Linked DNA regions of Hordeum vulgare: all the other regions are linked to region 2. Evidence: chromatin contacts called from public Hi-C data. All regions are on one chromosome and are shown on one strand. The core of a region is the stretch at or near the end of the contact, and the rest is flanking DNA. Distances in the headings are between cores, read along the strand shown. Region 1 has its middle 82 kb from the start of LOC123426341. Region 2 holds the start of LOC123426339 (suppressor of RPS4-RLD 1). Region 3 holds the start of LOC123426341 (casein kinase II subunit alpha-2).

Region 1 (4,253 bases), core at 38-2,537, 530 kb after region 2:
AACTACGTGAGATCCCATGCAAGTTTAAATGAGGCCGAAACAATGAACAACAATTCCAGAAAATCCCCATGTGCAAATTAAGAATCACTAATATTCTGCCTATAACACAATTTTACAGTTGTTAAACAGGAAAATAAATACTACCTTGTTGTCCTACACATTTTTCTAGCCAAGTTACATATGTGGAACATTTTAATCGGAGCTACAATTAATTAATTATGAGACAAACCGTTTAAACATGGCATTGGTGCAAATTAAATTAAAACAGCATGTTAAACATTTTAAACATGGTTGAAAGCTGGATATTATGAAACTACATAAAATTCTAAGCAACTTTCATGTATAAAGTTTTTAAATCCGATGCACGATTATTTTGCTATGAATTAAATCATGTTAATATGTCATCACACAAAACAATGCAAACAACACATTTAAATATTTTTAACACGCATGAAAGTGTAGTATTATTAATCTATGAGAAATTAGACACATTACTCATGTTGAAATCATTTTAATCCGATGTATGGTTAATTAGTTATCATCATTTTAAATCATGGCATTTTGCTGAAATTATGACATGTCATTGATAATTGATAAATTCGCACAACGTAAAAAACATTATCGGGCCGACTCTGCGATCAGGGCCAACAGTGGCATGGGCGATGTATAGTAATTGATGCGTCGGGCAGGGGATTGGGCTAAGGGGCGCTCACCTCGTGGGCTTTGGCCCATGGAGCAGCTCGACGAGGCCGGCTCGGGGGGAGGCGGAGCTCGGCCTCGTACGGAGCTGGGCTGAGGCGGGCGAATGGGCATGGTGAGGACCACGCGGGGTGAGGCGGCGGCTCGCTCTGGCCGGCCCACGCGGCCCACATGCGGGTCAACGCAGGGGCGAGTGGGATTGGGCGATGCACGCTGCGGTGGTCAGGGACGACGCCGACTCCGGCGAGCGGCGCGGTGATGGCACGGCGGACGGCGACGATCCGGAGATGGAGGGCACTCTGGCGACGTGATGTGGCCCGGAACGGGCGGATCTAGTCGGGGCGAGGCGGCAGCTTCACGAACGGCCAAAGCTCGAGGTGCGAAGCAGGGTCGGCATGGCGGCTGACGTGGCTCCGTCCGGCTGCCGGTGTGAAGGCGACAGCAGCGAGGTGCTTCGGCACGGAGCCCCGGTGCAACTGCGGCTCTCCTGCAAGTACCGGCCGCTACATCGACAGGGGATGGGGGCGCGCTAGAGAGAGCTTGGACAGGAGACTTTGCACGCGGCGGCGGCGGCTCAGGCCCCGGATGGGCTCGGGCGGGTCATCCTTGGGCCCGGTTGGGCCTGTTTCAAGGTGGGAGGAGGCTAGCGGCGGCTAAGGCTGGAGAGCGTGGGGATCGAGGGAAATTAGGGTTTAGACTAAAATCGGTAGGGAGGGTTCTATTTATAACAAATTGGTGTTAGGTTTGGCAGTTTATTTTCGTTTTCGAGCCCTTCAGTTGTGATGGAACGGCCCGGTCGTAGGGATAGGTTAGGGGGTTGTTGGTCCGTGTAGAAGGCCTTGGGATGAGATGAGAGGGAGTTAGTGCGGCCCGGCACAAGATTTTTAAAACACCGAATCTTTGATAAATAAACCGATGACGGTGTCGCTACGGTCAATCGTTTTGGTATCAAACGGACTCCGATTGCGATGATATTTGGCAGGCGGCCTACCTACACTAAAACAAGACTGCACGCCAAGTTTCAACCCAATCCGAGAATGTTTTATACACACTTTCAAAAATAATATTTTAACGATGCCGCGGGCGCGGACGTGTGTGGTTGATCTTGAAATGGTCAACGACAAAAACGGAGAGAACCACAACTAATAATGGATGCAAGTTTTTGAAAATGAAGGCAATGGAGTCCTCATACTATGCAGATTATGCGCATGATGCGATGATGAATGCGATAACCAAATAATCAATGGTGACAATGAAATTAAAGGGGAATCTTCTCGAGCGTCAATTCCAGAATGTTACACGGCCTCAACAGCATTCACGGCCTCGTGGAGCTTGTCGGCATACTCAGTGGCCAGCTTCTCGAGTGGAGCTTTGTGCTCCAGCTCCAAGACCTGAACCTGCTTGCCCAGCTCAACCCCAAGCTTATTAGCAAGGTCTTTCTCACGGGCTGCATGCTCTTCTTCGTGGCAGTCGAGGGATATCTTGCGTGCCTTCAGTTCTGCATCCTAGTTGTCGATGTCTTCATCGGCCTCCTTCCACATTTTCTCATCCTCGTCCTGCCGATTGATGAACTCCACCTTGGCCTATTTGAGCACGACCTGCTGGTCGCCGATCTCCTTACGGTTCATGGTGAACCATGTTTGCATTTCGGCATGGAGCGCCTGGAACCTGTCTTCGGTGGCCACGAGAACGGCTTCCCGGGGTCGAGCTTCTACGAACGGCTGACATAGTGTGCTGCCAGCTGTCGGACGCTCTTGCTCAAGGAAACCAGATGGCATGCTCCTTGGCCTCGTCGCTCACGCCGAACGAGTCGACTATCACATCTCTTCCGGGGGTGTCGATCGCCTCGCCCACGGCCACCTCCTCGGAGAAAGCCCTGAGGATGGCGTCACCGGGGAAGTTGACGAATTGCAGGTCGCTCACTCGCACGTAACCGGTTGGAGGTGGCTCCATTGTCGATGACGGACCAACGACATTCCCGCTAATGGCTCTAAGCAAGAAGGACATACCTTCCCCTGATGCTCAGGAAAGAGGGGATCCTCCAACGTCGGGTGCCGTATCCAGGGTCGGCCCCTCTAGGACTTGCTTGTCGTTGTCCCTAGGGTCGCGGCGCGCGCCGCCCTTCTCCACCATGATATTACTGGCTCCTCGGCTGCCTCCTTGGCGAGCCCCTCGACATCGACATCAGCGCCGAGGTCTTCCGATGGTGCCAGATCTTCAGACAAAGACAAGAAAAAATGGACTGGGAAGAAGTTAAAGAAGATAAAAAGAGAAGGAAGAAAACAATGCCGTCAAAATAAAACCAGCATTCCGACTGCACGGGAGCTTACAGATGGTCTCCTGTTGAGGAGGCACCTTGTCTCCTCCGGTGGGGTCTGTCGTCGTCACCTGCTCGTCGGAGGTCCATCTCGTCGACAAGTCCTCGACCAGGACGGTCTTGGTAATAGGGTCCCTCGTCGGGGAGATCCCTTGAGGGGTCGAGCCCTCGCAAGCCACCTCCGGGTGCTCCATCCCCATCGGCAACAGAATGGAGGAGGAGGCGCCGGCAGCATCACCTATGCCTTCCATCGGGTCCTGAGGAGGGGCCTCTTCTCGAGGACTGGGCAGGGAGTCAGGATCCACAATCTCCATCTCGGGCAAAGCGGCCTACTCAGGCGGAATGCTTGTCGCACCCCTGGTGGCGGGTGCACGGCCTCTCCTCTTGGCCATCCTCTACGCCAAGGTCTCCTCATCCCTGCGATTACAGAGCAGGCACCACCTGACCCCTTATCGGGGTGGCAGAGCTTGCCGACTGCCTCGCAAGAAACCGTCGTGTCCGTCGTGGTCGGCCGAAATTCGCGGCACGGTCTTCTTCCTTCTCCTCGTCCTCGACCTCTAGAGGGGGGTACGACGTCCCTCCCGTGCCAGCCCTGTGAAGCATGGGTCCCTCTTGTGGGCGGCGCGGACTGGGGGCTGCTCAAGCTCCGATTCCGTGCCAACCACAACGCCCGCAACCCCGGCACCCTCGATGGCGGTGGGTTCCTCTAACTGGCCCTCGGCTAGCAGTTTGTCATCGCCCTCCCCCTCTTGTTTATTCTCGTCTTCTTCATCGTCGGGCGCGGTGTCCCTCGAAGTGTTGTTGGCGGTGTTCAGACCCGCTTCTACGGCTCCCGGCCCAATGAACTCGCGCGGATCATCGACCCTTCGTCCCTCATGTGCACCTTTACTAGGGTGTCGAACCACGCCTGCACCGCCTCCCTTGTCGTGGCCTACCACGAGGGATCCACCTCGAGTGCATTGCACGGTGGCATCATTTCTAATATCACGTCTAGGCGGCAATTGTTGCAGAGTGGGGCGATAGATGGTGAGAGTACGAACCTCCCCTCCGCACGGAAGAGCTGGTGGCAAAAGAAGGCGAGCTGGATGTAGGTCGGGTCACTGTCGAGCATAGGGCAGATCTGCAAAATGTCGGAAGGCCCGGTATACTACCAGGTGAAGCACTTCCATTCTTGGAGAGGAGCAATGCGCCTAGCGAGAAAATCAAAGCCCACCATCTTTATGGTGATCCCCGCGGC
Region 2 (4,185 bases), core at 729-3,228:
TGCATATGCTGTACCTCTCCCAATTAGTGCCTCTGGATAAGTTGGAGTTTCCCGCAGTATCTGCAAAAATGTAAATGCAGATTGTCAGTTCCTTTTCTGATTAAAGAGAGTAAGCAAGAAAAACTGATAATACACCAGAACAAAACCTGATCAAAAATGGATATTGCTTGGTCGTACCTCCCTTCGTTTACCTGAAAAGATGTAGCTCAGTGATAATGGTCAAGATGTGAATAACACATCTCCATGTAAAAATACCTGTGCGATGCCTCGCGAAAGTCGAAAATCCAAACTTATTGATTTGGATGATTTTGATACTTTTGTAGCAAACAGTGCTTGATTTAGTGGTATGGTTTCATCGGAACTTCTTCTCTCCTCCACATCTTCAGCCTGACCGTTTGTTTCTTTTTTAACTTTTGCTTTGTTTTTCTTATCTGGCTTCGGCTGTTTCTTGGGAGTTTGATGTGTCGCTGTGGTGTCTTTTGCTGGACTGATAGAATCTTTATGGTCTTTACTGTTGTTAGGTAACAGTACATCACTGTTTGATGAAGATTTGGAATTTGCAGTGTTCTCTTCACACACAACAGTTTTTGTATCAGTTGTAGCTGCAGTGAATGACGTGTTGACAAAACGATCTTCTGAAATAACAACCTTGGTATCACATGGTGATGCATCCACAACGTCTTCACACTCAACCGTCTCATAAATTTTAACAGAAGAAACTAATTCTTCCAATTCCAGCAACTGTTTCAGGTCAATTGTGTCACGGACAGCAATCTCATGTCCTTGCTCCCAAGCAACCAAAGCTTCCTCATTTTTTCCCAATGCGCACAGTGCCTTGCCTGATTAAAAATGATAATAACGTAAAAGTTAATGGTGAATTTGCCTCAAAACAACAGTATCCATATGTAAAAGAAATAGAGACGATATCTACGGAAGCTTTTTCTCATTCAGGTGTTCTTTTGATCATTGGTGTACCTCGGACTGAGAGGCTTCGACGATGGCAGGGAAGAGGTACAAAGAGGGAAAGCGCGGGGAGAAAAAGGAAAGTAAATTGCAGAAAGAGAAAGTAGCATATGTAGCACAAGGCTCGCATCACATTAATTTTGTAATTACTCTATACTTGAATGAGTTGTGCATTAATGACAACCACGCCTCTACCAACAAGTGTCGGAATACATTTAGGTCCTGTTCCTATGAGCAACAGTTTCTTTCCTGATATCGTAACTAGAAGCTTCGACTTACAGCAAAACACAGACATGGGATGGATAGATACACGCTCATAAAGCTACTCTACTCTTCGGTTCATGGGGCATCATGAAATTACGTACTCCTCACATATTGGTTGTAATAACATATTATATTATGGGACCGAGGGGGTAGGAAACAGTGAGTCCTAAGCATTCAGGTTGCACTAACAAAATCTGATGGGCTATCCACACCCAAATACATCTAGCGGTGGCAGTTAATCCCCAAGCATAGATCAGGCAAGGCAAATCCACGACTATATGGGGAGGAACGAGAGGACGCATAGGTGGGTAGCGAGAGCCCCGTCGTACCTTTGAGGACATAGGCCTGGAGAAGCGCGGGGTCGAGCTGCAGCGCGCGGTCGCAGTCCTTGACGACGTGCTTGTGGAGCTCGAGCTGGAAGTAGCAGAAGGCCCGGTTGCTGCCAGGGAGGAGAAAGACAAATTCGGGATCGCCGAGTCAAAACTCATAACCCTAGACTGATAGATCAGAGACCCCGTGGGGGCGGATCGGGGAGGGGAGGAAGCAGTAGTGTACCAGAGGTCGTGGATGGAGGAGGGGGAGCGGGCGAGGATGGAGTCGAGGAGGCGTATGGCCTTGGACCAGTTGCGGCCGCTGCAGAGGCGCGCGAGCTCCCCGCGGTCGGAGCCCATGGCGGCGGCGATCGGTCGCCGGAGGAGGTCAGGGTGGGGGAACGAGCGGATGAGAGGTGGAGGCGAGGATTTGAGAATTGAGGGGGGCCACCTCACTTGCTCTGAGCTCTGCGCGACTTTAGCGCGTGGACCCCTCTCTTTTTCGGATTTTCTGTTAGGGTTGTTAGAGCAACTCTAGCACACCCCACATCCCGCCCGTGCCCGCAAAATAACCGTCAAAGTGTGGGTCGGGGCGGGAAAACCTACCCGATCAGACCCCGCATCCCGTCCCGGCCCGTAAATATTTTTGCGGGGCGCGGCAAAACTTCTCCCCGACCTCTAGTTTCACGAGCTGGGAGGCCGACCCGAGCTTAGCCCCTATCCGCAGCGAGATTTGACGGAAGGGACATTTTCGCACGGCCTTTCCCGCTCCCCCCACCCGTCGCCACCATTGACTCGCCACCGCACGCTCCGGTGCATCCTTTGCGGCCGTCCCTCGCCGCCATGGACGCCTCCTTGCTGCCCCCGTCACCGTCGAGGTCGTGCACGCTCCTTCCGCTCGGGCGGGTCTCGCCGCCGGCCATGTTGGCCCCGCCGTCGCTCAAGCTAGCGTCGCGCGTGCCCGCAAACGGCAGTGCAACGTGGTCGTGCAGGGCGGAAATCCGGCAGCCCCCGCTGCGAAGGCTCGTGCTCCGGGTGCCAACGCTGCTGCACGATCTCGGTCGGTGACGGAGAAGGTCACCAAGGCCGCGGGCGGCAGGAGGAAGAGGATTCCGGCTACAAACAAGCTGCCTCCTTCATCCTATCGCTCCATCCCGGAAAGAGAAGCCCCGGTGATGCTGTTCAACAGTGCCACTCCCCCCGCAAGCGAGGTGTTGTACGAAATGGCCGGAAGGTATGCGTCTTCGGTCATGGCCATTTCCTTTCGTTTTCACCATTTGTTGCGATAGCATGTGACTTGTTAATCGTTCAATATAGTGGTGGTTCAAACAATCCAACTTCCGAGTTCGTGAACTTGTTGGACATCAATGTCGTTGACATTGATCAAGCCCCGTTCGCCGCATTCGACTACAATGAAACGGAGGGCGGCGTGGGTGATCATGGTTGTGAGGACGATTTGGCGGAGATCGAAGCGGAAGCGTATGAGCAATCGCAATCAAAATCTGGGAAAAGCCAAAGATCGAAGAACTACACGATCTTGGAAGATCAAGCTTTGATCCAAGCATGGAGTGCGGTGCCTCTTGATGCGTGCACGGGTACTTCTCAAACCGCCAAGAGATATTGACAAAGGATCGAAGATCAATACTTCCGCATTATGGCAAAGTATCCCGATAGGACTCTGATACGTCTCAAACGTATCTATAATTTTTGATTGTATCATGTTGTTATCTTGTCAACTTTGGATGTTTTATGTACCTTTTATATCTTTTTCGGGACTAACTTATTAATTCAGTGCCAAGTGCCAGTTCCTGTTTTTTCTGTGTTTTTGACTCTTTTCAGATCTGATTTTGGAACGGAGTCCAAACGGTCCCCGAAATAAATTTTTCCAGAACGGAAAAAGATCAAGGGACTTGAGGGCCAAGGCAGGAGAGCCACAGGGGGCCCACAAGCCCTGTAGCCGCCACCAGGGGGCGGCGGCTACCAGGCTTGTGGCCTCCCTGGAGCCCCCCTGCCCTAGCTCTTTCGCATATATATTCCCTAAAATCCAGAAAAAAAATCAGGACATCCACGAAAACACTTTTCCGCCGCCGCAAGCTTCCGTTTCCGCGAGATCTCATCTGGAGACCCTTCCCGGTGCCCTGCCGGAGGGGACTTTGGAGTTGGAGGGCTTCCACATCAACATCATCGCCTCTCCAATGACTCATGAGTAGTCTACTTCAAACCTACGGGTCCGTAGTTAGTAGCTAGATGCCTTCTTCTCTCTCTTGGATCTTCAATACAAAGTTCTCCATGATCTTCATGGAGATCTATCCGATGTAATCTTCTTTGGCGGTGTGTTTGTCGAGATCCGATGAATTGTGGATTTGTGATCAGATTATCTATGAATTATATTTGAGTCTTTGCTGATTTCTTATATGCATGATTTGATATCCTTGTAAGTCTCTCCGAGTCTTGGGTTTTGTTTGGCCAACTAGATCTATGATTCTTGCAATGGGAGAAGTGCTTGGTTTTGGGTTCATACCGTGTGGTGACCTTTCCAAGTGACAAAAAGGGCAACAAGGCACGCATCGTGTTGTTGCCATCAAGGGTAACAAGATGGGTTTTTATCGTAGATATGAGATTGTCCATCTACATCATGTCATCTTGC
Region 3 (4,181 bases), core at 435-2,934, 610 kb after region 2:
GTTATCCTTGTCAGGGCAGGGATACTCGCAGCTGGCTTGCTAAAAGTAATCAGTTTGATTGTTCCAGGCACAGGATTTTCTTTTCCTGTTTGTATGATGGAGAACGAAGAGAAAACACCTAACTATTTTGAAGAGATCTCATGGCACTTTTGGGGTATTGTTACATCAAAATAAATGAGTGCATATACTTTTTACCCAACTTCTACAAACTGATGCTTCATACTCCCTCCGTCACGAATTACTTATCTTAGATTTGTCTAGATACATCCGACACGTTTTAGTGTTAAATCTAAGACAAGTAATTTGGGACGGAGGTAATACTTGAGTTCTATCCTTTTTCATCTATATATAAGAATAAGAGGGCAATAAAACCCCATGTCAAGCTCAAGGGAGGACAAAAAAATGCCTGGATCCCAATGAGAAGCTACAGAAAGGCGAAGCTTGTTACAGTTTTAAATATAGTTGCATATCACTGTGTTTATTACACAAATACTAATTTGCAAAACAAGATACTCCAACAGCGTACATAGTTCAGTGGAACCTTATTTATCTTATGTCGCTGAGCAGAATTATCAATTCAACAGAAACAGAACAGGAGTAAAATATCTTAGTTATATAGACCTTAATGTAAATGTGGTTTTTTACTTGGAACAGCTACTTTGAGATTAAATAGGTATGATATGATAATTTCCGGAAAATACAACCCATATATTATCTGAAAAAATAGCGATAACACCAAACAAAGTGTGAAACTAATAGAACAACACACTTTCCAAGAAGGGGAAAACACAGAACTAGCAACTGTTCAAAACAATAAATTAGAACTGTTTGCTCGATTTGGGTGCTGCTGTTGTAGTCCAAGACAGGTTCAAGTTCCCAATTTGTCAATTCAGCAAAATATTTTGGACATGGAGAATATTGCTGGTGGATGAACATGGGTGACAGAATCTGACATTTGGATTCGGGTGCTCAATTTGTAGGAAGTTAATGGAAGTCCACTTAAGATGTACAAAACTATGAATAATCTCCCAAAGAAATTGCGTGGACGTCATAGACGCATAATTTCGTACTGAAGTACCAAAAGTATCACAAAAAAGTGACATCGAGTTAGTGACTACTGAAGTCGGATATTGTAACGAAGCAACCACATCAAGCAACTGCCGGAATTATCTGAGCAAGCACATCTGGCAACTCCTCTCTCAATCTACAACACGCGGGCCCTCTCTAACCGCACGGCACACAGGATCTCCGAAAACGCATCGAGAAGTCGAAGGTCCATTGTATGTAATCCCTGAACTGTCTCTCAACGAACTGACGAAAAGGATCCACTACACGTAGATGCGCCACGGGAACGAAAGGGGGGAAAAGAAAAGAACTTGAGAGTTAGGGCGAGGTTGGCTACGGGCGGATTCGACTCACCCCCACTGGACGGCGAGGGCCTCGTAATCCCAGTACTCCTTGGGGCGTACGACGTTAACGTCGGCGTAGACCCTGGCCTTTGACATGGCTGAAGACGATCCGAATCCCGCGGGCGGGGGACGGATCAGGGATAGACGTGGGCTGGGAGGAGTTTCGTGCTTTCTCGGCGGCGCGTCCGTCAAGCGGACATCGCCGGCGGCGAGATGGCGTTAGGGTTTCAACAACTACGATTGTTTTTCCTGAGAAACATGTTTTGGGGGATATAGTTTTGAGGAATGGAGATGTAGGTGGAGGGCGTGGGAGAAGTGCGGTCAGTGCAACTGACAGGTGGGTCCATGGGACAGTGTGCGGAAGGAGCTCGCTCTCGGAGGCAGAATTCACCGTTTTTGACCTTTTTATAAACCTTAAGTTGGATCTCACCCTCATGGGAAAATCATTTTATGAACCTTAAGCTGGATCTGACCTTGATGAGAAAAAAATTGGATCTGACCCTTTTGCTATCGTCGGACCCTTTGGCGGTAGGGTATAACAACCTACCGCTCAGGTCCCTCGTGGTAGGGTTGCACGCCTACCGTAAAAAGAACGCCAAGTTATGGAAACAGTGCGCGTGTGTGCCTACCGTCGTACCCCTTGGCGGTAGGGTTACACGTGCTACCGCCAGCCCTTTCGACGGTAGATCATTTTCCTACCGCCAGGGTCCTCGACGGTAAGTTGTCATACCCTACCGCCAAAGGGTCTAAGGATTTGGCGGTAGCAAAAGGGTCAGATCCGGAAAAATTTACCCACCGTACCCACCAGGGTCAGATCCGGCTTAACTTTCATGAAAGGATCAAAACAGTGCATTTGGCCGCTCTCGGACCCAACATATAGGTGGGTCGAGGCTATCATGGGCCCAACCAGGCGGTAAGCGAAAGGAATCTGAGCTGCTACATTTCTTACCATTTCTCTCTTTTTTCCAATCTTACTCCTCATGAAACAGTTGATAAGTCGTCTCGTTGCTTCGTACCCTCCACCGATCGAACTTCCTCCAGCGATTTTCTCAGCGCTGGGACATCTGATCCCATTTTTTTATGGACAGAGAACAAAAAAGAACAACCTGAAAATGTATGTACGCCCCCCCCCCCCACCTTCCCCTCTCCCTCGCGAGCCGCTTGAGCACGCGGCTCCGAAGGAGAAAACCCTAGCCCCACGCACACCCCCTTCCTTGTGCTCCCCTGGTCGTCACCGTCGTCGATGCCTGTGGTAGTGGCGGCGCCCGGCCGTCAAAGGCGGAGGGCAAGGACGGCGCGCCCCGACGGGCCTCCTTCGTGCGAGGAGGGGCGTCGAGGGGCGGCGCACGAAGAGTTTCGGTGTGGCGCCGCACGATGGGGAGCGCGTTGTGCGACAGAGATGAGTCGGGAGCTCGCACAGGAGTGGCCGGTGCAGTTGACGGTGTCGATGACGGCGCGGTTGGGCCATGGTTGCAGGGGGAGGCGCGTGATAGAGGCGAATTTGTCCATGTCATTCGAAGAGATGGTGGATATCGTTTTCGGTGGAGTATACTTTGACAATCCGACTACGAGCCTATGAGGACGTCGCGCCTTCACAATCGCTAAACCAACTCCTAGAGATAATTGACCACGTCGGAGCACGATCAACCTGACCACGAGGGTTTGTTTCGTGCACCCACATGAAGAACAAGCAAGAAACTAAAATCGCAATCTGGATATTGCGAATATAAGAGGAAACTTCATTGATGAAAGTGGGGTTCTCTGACGTCTTGGTCTGGTCGTAGATTACAAACGAAAAACGCGAAGTTGCAGCTCTGGCGAACTTGCAATCTAAACAAAACTCTAGTCTAAACGGTGCCCTAAGGGTTGTATATATGGGGAATATAGAGGGATTTTCGTGACCCCTTGGAGGAGGGGTCCGAAAACGACCCTAACTCGGTTTCCCCGCACATACGGGATCTAAAAACAAACTATAATGTAGTATTTCGAATTTCATGGGCCTGACCCCAAAATATGGTGCTGGAGCACCTATAATAGCCTATGAACGAAATTTATGAAGTGTCATCTTGTATATTTCATCCAAGCCTTTGTTCTCTCTCTATGACGGCTTCAATGTCCGAAAATCACCACTAGAAGCTCCATTGTTCTTCCCCGCGTGCACACCTTCCCCTCCATGCTTGATCCCGTTTCAATGGTCATCCTTCTTGTCCATGATAGGTCCTTCATTCATAAGTAAAACAAATGTATCTAATTTAGGCAGTATGTATGTTCATGAACATTAGAAGGATTTTCACGAAACGAAAGTACCTCGTAATTCACTTGGCATGCGCGAGCTCTAGTAACGGGTCTTGTATTTATAGCAGCACGGGATGTGGGTGTAATAATGGTATTGATGTCCTCGTCATCCTCCCCCTCTTGAAATGAAGTCGTCTTCGACGGAAGCTCATCTTCCTCACCCAAATAAGGCTTCAAATCTATGATGTTAAAAGTGGGACTAACCCCAAACTCTACACATAGCTCAAATTTATATGCATTATCATTTATTTTCTCTAACACCTTAAAAGGACCATCAACACGGGTGTAAGAGCACAATTTATCCTAAGTAGTTTTGGTGATTGATGACGATGCCCCTGCGGACTAGTCATGTGCATTAAGCTTCCACAGATTATCAGGTGGCACGCGACTTTTATTATCCCCTTAGTGGTTAAAAGATAATACGATGTTCTTCCTATCGATTTAGTGTTGGTGGACTCGAGTCGTAGGAAAATCCGT

Evidence for each region. A called contact is a pair of places that touch in the nucleus more often than the background predicts.
Region 1: a Hi-C map of seedling shows a contact between it and region 2, with 4 times the contacts expected there. The contact joins the enhancer-like site here to the promoter of LOC123426339 in region 2. A contact is called at or near these places in 1 of 6 Hi-C or Micro-C datasets (seedling) and 1 of 1 datasets of contacts at active chromatin or transcription factors (embryo).
Region 3: a Hi-C map of leaf shows a contact between it and region 2, with 3 times the contacts expected there. The contact joins the promoter of LOC123426341 here to the promoter of LOC123426339 in region 2. A contact is called at or near these places in 3 of 6 Hi-C or Micro-C datasets (leaf and seedling).

What each region holds. Positions count from the first base shown.
Region 1 is chr2H:377,248,479-377,252,731 of MorexV3_pseudomolecules_assembly, forward strand. No RefSeq gene overlaps it. Among protein-coding and RNA genes, the nearest start is that of LOC123426341, 82 kb to the right of the region's middle. Within about 2 kb of position 1,288, at least 3 of the 3 cell types and tissues checked have open chromatin away from gene starts, as enhancers often do. A contact at or near this core is called in seedling, where this site is marked.
Region 2 is chr2H:376,720,450-376,724,634 of MorexV3_pseudomolecules_assembly, forward strand. It overlaps LOC123426339 (suppressor of RPS4-RLD 1), which reads right to left and starts at 1,979. Exons shown (of 23, transcript XM_045110149.1): 1 at 1,783-1,979; 2 at 1,557-1,666; 3 at 256-839; 4 at 147-191; 5 at 1-60. The coding sequence starts at 1,898.
Region 3 is chr2H:377,331,173-377,335,353 of MorexV3_pseudomolecules_assembly, forward strand. LOC123426341 (casein kinase II subunit alpha-2) reads right to left here and starts at 1,685. Exons shown (of 10, transcript XM_045110151.1): 1 at 1,420-1,685. The coding sequence starts at 1,505.